Regions from separate parts of the Mus musculus genome. Here region 2 is linked to region 1. The links are chromatin contacts, called in public Hi-C maps. All regions are on one chromosome and are shown on one strand. Each heading gives the region's core, a stretch centred on a gene start, on an enhancer-like site or on the middle of the called end of the contact. The rest is flanking DNA. Distances are from core to core; before and after follow the strand shown. Region 1 has its middle 13 kb from the start of Gm32677. Region 2 has its middle 88 kb from the start of Gm32677.

What was found. Hi-C and Micro-C count contacts between places; a contact is called where the count stands out from the background.
Region 2: a Hi-C map of muscle stem cells shows a contact between it and region 1, with 2.2 times the contacts expected there. The contact joins two enhancer-like sites. A contact is called at or near these places in 1 of 15 datasets of contacts at CTCF or cohesin (liver), 19 of 484 Hi-C or Micro-C datasets (the BV-2 cell line, the HL-1 cell line, Sertoli cells and 8 more), 3 of 115 datasets of contacts at active chromatin or transcription factors (embryonic stem cells and extraembryonic endoderm stem cells) and 1 of 9 other capture datasets (liver).

The regions. Positions count from the first base shown.
Region 1 is chr15:96,850,313-96,853,754 of GRCm38.p6, reverse strand. No RefSeq gene overlaps it. Among named protein-coding and RNA genes, the nearest start is that of Gm32677, 13 kb to the right of the region's middle. Within about 2 kb of position 1,599, at least 7 of the 459 cell types and tissues checked have an H3K27ac peak or open chromatin away from gene starts, as enhancers often do. A contact at or near this core is called in muscle stem cells, where this site is marked.
Region 2 is chr15:96,924,588-96,928,243 of GRCm38.p6, reverse strand. No RefSeq gene overlaps it. Among named protein-coding and RNA genes, the nearest start is that of Gm32677, 88 kb to the right of the region's middle. Within about 2 kb of position 1,698, at least 4 of the 459 cell types and tissues checked have an H3K27ac peak or open chromatin away from gene starts, as enhancers often do. A contact at or near this core is called in muscle stem cells, where this site is marked.

The DNA.
Region 1 (3,442 bases), core at 350-2,849:
AGTGAGTATGAGATTCTGGGGGCTCCACCCCTTTTAGTGAGTGTGAGTTTCCTTCACTGCCTGACAGTCCATACCCCACAGCTGAGCAAAGCCCTGGTACCATAGACACACTGGGGTAATGGCCTGGGACTCAGCAACTTGCAGGTACTGAGCTCTCAGTAAAAGGTTCTACAAGGCAGTTGTGCTGATGGTAAGGACCGTTCATAGGTAGTGCCTGGACTAGAACCTCTTTCCAGTATCCTGGTGGCTTTCTCTAGAGCACGACTTTGAAAACTGTTAGGGCTGCCAATCATTTTCAAGCAATTTGACGGCACTTCACTAAGTGTGTGCACAATCAAGATTACCAATATCAACAGAGTCTGGTTTATTTTAGATAACCCGAATTATTTTCCCCATTTCATTTCATGAAAGGGGTCCAGGCATAGAAAGCAAACGCCACCGGGGAAACCCCCGAATGATGACGTTCATGAAAATTGTGTTTGCTGGGAATTTAGACAATAAACTGCCCTATCTCTGGGCTCCGGCTGTACACTTGACAATTACCAGCACCTAAACCTGTATTTACGCAAACGGACTCCCACAAGATGCTTCAGACTTTTACAAAGGCTAAGTAAGACTGCTGGAAAACAGCTGGGAACCTCCTAAGATGAATCCAAAAACCTCAAAGCAACGCCAAGAAAAAAAAATAAGACAGCCCTTCCTCTTTCCAATGTGGCAGCAATAAAATACACCTCAACCCTCCACTGGGACAGGGGGCAAGAGGGACCAGCAAAGCCAATCTTTCTCTCCCTCTGCACTGAAGAGCATCATCATTGCCCGGACACAATAGCCACAGAGCATATGATAGTCACATGGAGGGGGTCTTTTGGAAAGGGGATTTGTGGTCAAAAGAAGCTTCAAAAATTCTTATTTGATCAAAAGTAAAGGAAGAAAATTAATCAAATTTCTTCACAGAAGTACTACCCAGGTCGCAGTCTCCAAGCCTTCGCCAAGAAGGCAGAGCCGTGCATGCAACTGTCACACACAGGCACATTATCCATGGTTAAGCATGGTGGATTAAAAAAAAATCACATGATTTCTTTGCAGAGGAGCCATCAGAACTATGTGTTCAACGAGAAAGAACACTTCGGAGTGCCCTGGCTCACAGCTGGGTGTTAAAAATCACCTTCTAGTACCCCAGAAGCTATATTGTAAGAACACACTCTTGCACTAGATCCTCAGCTCAGGCATGTCATAATCCCAATGTGCACATTGCTCCCACGGAGCACGGGATTTGAGTTCACACTAACCGTGAAGAGAAAATGCCTCACTTCACAGCAGAGCAGGGCTTGTTTCTCTACCCCACTGCCTTTCGGTTGCTACTGAAGCCTTAACGCTTGGTCTGGAAAACATAAAACTCCATCTCCTTCGCTAGGTCACTAACACTCATCCTGCTGGCTGAGTGGGCAGGATGTTTTAAGCGTAACTTTACGTCTCCTGCCTATGAAATTACACTTTGCTACTTAGATTAAAACTTGGGAAATAACCGAAAGCGTCTTTAAAGAAATGATCGTGAGTAAATGTCGCAACTTGGAGAGAAACCTTGGCATGTTTCCTGCACAGCTTCTCTCTCCCAATCTTTCGACATACTAGCAACACACACAGGCACAGGCATCTTACCCATCGGTAAGCTTGGCAGATTAAAATCGCGTGCTTGTTTTCTTTGCCGCTTGCTATAAAAAGAGCATATGGGGTGAATTGAAGAGTAAGCCTCACCCTTGCCTTTGGAGAGATTGGAAATCAGATGGAGGTATGGATGCTGCACGGAGCAGGAAGGGCTGAGAGCAAGCATCTCTCTCAGACAACTTCATCAAGGAGGAAGCAAGTTCACTGTAACCTTCCTCCCAAGTCCAAGATGTTATGCAGACATGGCAGGGAGACACACAACTGAGACAGCCTGGCTTCAAATCTTTACCAGCAGTAGACAACCGGGCTCCATAACTACCTACCAGAACTAAAAGTAAGGCAACCATCCCCTAAACATAGGACTGCCCAGCAGAGTCAGAGGATAGAAACTGTGGCTAAAAAGCCAGGGATGACCCAAAAGCCTAGCATTATAAAGAGGAGAGATAAAAGTGAAAATCAAGAACCCACCCAGCCCACCACTGTCAGCCAAACTGACTCCTGTAAGGTGCGTGTGATGGTTTGAATAGGTTCTGTCTGCATGGATTCATGTGTTTCAATGCTTGGCCATAGGGAATGGCCCTATGAAAAGGTGTGACCTGGTTGGAGTAGGTGTGGTCTTGATGGAGGAAGTGGAGGTGGGCTTTGAGGTCTCCTATGCCCAGTGTGGAATTAGAACCTCCACCTGACTGCCTTTAGATCAAGAAGTAGAACTCTCAGCTCCTCCAGCACCATGTCTGAGTAGAACTCTCAGCTCCTCCAGCACCATGTCTGCCTGGACGCTGCCATGCTTCCTGTCATGATAATAATGGGCTGAAGCTCTGAAACTCTAAGCCAGCTCCAATTAAATAACTGCCTTTATAAGAGTCATCTTGGACATGGTGTCTCTTCACAGCAATAAAACCTAACTAGGATAGTATGGAACCATGAAATCTTTCTGTGGATGAGGAAACCAAGTAAACTCATGCCTGCACAGAGTGACTGGCATTTCACTGATGCCAGTCCTGTCCCTGGCATCCCGCAAGAATGTCCTCAGTTCTCAGGGCCTTTGCAATGCTACTCTGAAATGAAACTGGAGAGATAGACCCCACACACAGAAGGAAGGTTTGCAACAAAAAAACCAAACAGGTTTGGAGTGGGAAGATGCCTGGAGGGAAAGGGCATGTGCTGTGTAAGCAGGGGATGGCAGCTTGAATCCCTAGAACCGACTGCAAAAGCCAAGAGGGCATGGCAGCCACTTGTCATCTCAGTATAGGGAGGTGCATACACAAGAGTCTCAAGAAAATTCGCTAGCCAGACTCAACCAAACAGCAAGTTAGGTCCTTCAAGAGAGCCTGCACTGATATATAAGATGGATAACAGTAAAGAGAGATCTCATGTCAACCGGTGCAACCTGTGTCCAATGTACATTCAAACACCCATATATGCACAGGACACACACATACACACAGGTTTGTTTGTTTGTTTTTTTTAACTTGCCCTTAACCTCATCCGTTTTAGGAACAAGGATGAATCAGTAATGTAAAGCTAGAATAAACATTGACAAATATCCATAAGAGAAAATACTGGAAACATTGGAATGAGACATAAAATTCAGGACAGGAAGGAAGAGATAAAGGAAAATTGAAACACTTTTAATCGACAGAACTTTATAGGAGAAAATAAAACTGGTAAGAAATTAGAAGATATCAAAGATATTCTAGGGAGTTGAACAGAAAGACAAACAAATCCACAGAAGAGGGAAATGAATAGTATTAAAAGGTTCAGCCAGGAAGTCTGG
Region 2 (3,656 bases), core at 449-2,948, 74 kb before region 1:
TTGTGTCAATATTTTACTTTGGAGAGTAGAGAAACTACCAGAACCTACAAGCCAGCCAGCCAAAACAATAGCATAGCCGTGAACAGAATTTGAGTCTTCTTGGACAGCCTATGTTCAAGGAAAATATTCTCTGTGCTTCAGTTGTCTAAATTGGCTCCTCTTACTTCATCCAAAAATATTAAGTCTTGACTGTGGTTCTGTTGTACCAATGGGATTGGTTTTATTATTAAATGAAAAATGGGGATAAATACAGGCTCTATGATGAGAAGTTGGGGGCCCAGTGTCGTGGCCTGCTGCGGTCTTGTCTTTAGATATGGCTGAGATCTGCCCTAAAGGCCCAACCAAGACTGTATTATCAGTTGCCTCTTTCTTAGACACTTTAGAGGGCTTATCATGTCCAAAAAATTGTTGGTGCTAACGATGCCATGGGGGCCAGATGAGATGCCAACTGTCAGCTATGGCCCTGCATGTACATTAGTAGCTCTCATATAGCCTAAGGCGGTACTTGGTGGCACAGTCCTGAACAGTGGTGAGGAGTTTCTGTCAATCATTTCTCTCCTCTCTGTTATGATTTCCTTTGCATAGATGAAATCAGTAGCTAAGACTTGGAGATTTCACTGATGGCCCCGGATCTCTCATGAGAAACCCAGAGAGGCTCAGGAAGGATCCAGTGCAGAGTTAATGACACAGTAAAACCTATAGTCTATGGGAGAGTTGGCGGGGTAAGCCCATGTGTTGATAACTCTCCTTTAGAAGAGAGATCCATCAAGGGAAATCTCTGGAGCTAAACTATCCAAACAAAAAGATAAAAATCTCGAAGAGATGGCTAAATCGATGTAATCTCCTATGACAGGTTTCAACCCATCTGTTTTATCATCCGCGGCCAAGTTAAGTCAGGCGCCGTGGGAATGATGCTATCTCTACCCCTGGCTCTGACTAGAGACACAGGAATCCCTGCAAAAGCACCAGGGTTCAGGTCAGTTGTCAAGCAGAGGTCGTCCCTGCAATGAGGGGACTTGATGTGAGTGGGAGGTTGATTCTTACCTACCTTCCCCCACATCATAGACGTTAAAACGTGAGTGTGGGCGACCCATGGGGTTCCATTACGCTTGCCTGTTAAATTTGGGTACCAGAAGAGGGTTCTGATTTGTTTGTTTTTGTTTTGAATAGGTAACCTAAGCTATTTTCTTCAGTGCAAGCCCTAGAAGCCAGATTGTAGTTTAGGGCAAAGAGAACTGATATAAAGCCAGGTACTGATTAATTAAAGAATAGCTCTTCTGTAGGAAATGGTTTTCCATTTCTGCTTCACCACCCTTTGTTACTGACCACCTCCTGGTCACTGACCAAGGCTCTTTCTGCAGCTATGATGTCATCAGAATCACTCAGCTGTCAACAAGAGTCTTTGGTCCAGCAACGAGATTAGTCATGTTGAGAGAGCATTTATGCTAATTAACCATGGGTGGAAATCAAAGTTACACATGAAAAAAAAATTACATGAAGAATTACATCTTTTCTTCAAGAATCTTTATGTAAAATTGCCTGCCCCTTGACATAAACTTAATTTAAAAAATAAAACACAAAACAAAACAAAAAAATCTACCAGTGACTTTCAATTGGTGGTTCAGGATAGTAGTTCAGGAGTGACCACTTCGGTCTAAGGTCAAGAAAAGAAGTGGCAAGGCTGAATTTCTGTGTCCATAAAAGTCAGTGCGTGATGCCAACTGCCTCTTTCCAAACTAGGGAGATGGATGGGTGTGCACAGAGGTCCACACAGAGCGAAGCAGACACCGGCAAACAGAGACACATTCATAGACACACCCAGAAGGAAAAGAGCTTGCTCTGGGAATTGTAAACAACTGGTGGATTTCTGAATGTTCAATGTGGACTAGTCTGAGAGTTAAAAAGTCCAGAGCAATGGTCAGTGAGGGAACCCCTCTGTGGATCTCAATTGCTGGGGTTCTGCCATGTCCTGAGAGTAAATATTGAGAGAGAAGTCTCCTCGTGCTCAAGGGTAGGGGGATAGGAGACATCTAACCTATTTGTACCCAACTCTGGCTGGTTCTAGCCTTCCATTTGAGAGAAGAAAAAAAAAAAAAACTCAACTTGAGTTTCTTCAAAGCATCCCGTCTCACCGTAAAGAGTGGGGATGGAAGGCTTAACAGCAGCTTTGAAGTTAACAGTCCAGGGCTGACTCACTAAAGACAGACCTAAATGAAGGTAGGAAAACTTTTCTCTCACATCCTACTACACTTAATGAAGACCTACCTGTAGTGGCTCCCCTGACCCAGACATCACAATTGGTAGTCAAGAATAATTGCATGCTATACTAAAAGGTGGAACTCCATCTGAAGAGTCGGGACAAGCACCGAAAGCAAGCTGGGGCACCCACAGGATCACTGGGCTCACCAGACTGAGAAGTAAGATAAATCCAACGGAATCGTTAGGGGTTCTCATGGCTACAAGAGCGGATGGGCCGTGTGCATGCAAACAGAGAAAGACTGGAAGAAAAGAACTTGGTAAATGCTATAGATGGAAAGCTACCACAGGAGTGAGAACTGCTTTTATGTGTGAAGCTTGTTTTTTAGATGCCATATAGGTAGAGTTTCATCGTATATAGTGATAGATTTTATAAGGAGATTTTTCATTCAAATATGTTATGCATTTAGTGAGGAACATTCCCATACTTTATATAGCCTCACTTCTGCTTTGTGTCATTATATAAATACACATATAACTATGAATATATAATTTATTTAAACACACATACACACAAATACATGCATACACACATGTGTGTATGTATGTATATATAAATTCCAGAACCCACATATGAAAGAAGTTGTGATATTTGTCTTTCTGAGTTGAGCTTATTCTGCTTAACATTATGAGTTCCATCCATCTCCCTGAAAATTCATTCATCATTATGGAAAAATAAAACTCCATTATACACGCACACATATCACATCACATCTCTCTGTTCATTCACGTGTGGATGGACATCCAGACTGGTTCCACAACTTTACTTCTATGACATCTGATGGAGGATGGCTATCTAAAATATAAAGAACTCAAAAATCTCAGTGCCCCCCCCCCAAATCAGGCAATCCAATCAATAAATTGGCTAGTGACATTGACAGGAACTTCTTTACAAATAAAGACAAACAGCCAAAAAAAAAAAAAAAAGTGGGGGGGGGAAGATATTCAACATCCTTACCCATCAGAGAAATTTAAATTATATCTATATTGAGATTCTAGCTCACTCTAATCAGAATTGCTTTTATGAAGTTGGACTCATTAGTCACTAAGTACAACTGAGAAGAGACTCTGAACTTAAGGATCTCTCAACAGAAACTCACAAAACTGAAAAGCAAATGAAAAGGAGACTGAAGAAAAAAACAGAATAAACTATTCACTCACAGGGTGTTTTTACCAAAACCAACAGAAGAAAGCAGAGAAAGAAGAAAAGAAAAATATTTGAAATAATAATAACGAGGCTGTCCCCCAAATTAACATCAGACCCAAAGCATGGATTCAGGAAGCTCAGAGACCACAGAGAAGGATAAATGAAAAGAAGGAAAGAAGAGAAGAAGAGAGCTATACTACCTGATAAATGTCCTGTAGTCAAGCTACAGACTATCACAGATGAGGGGAAGTGT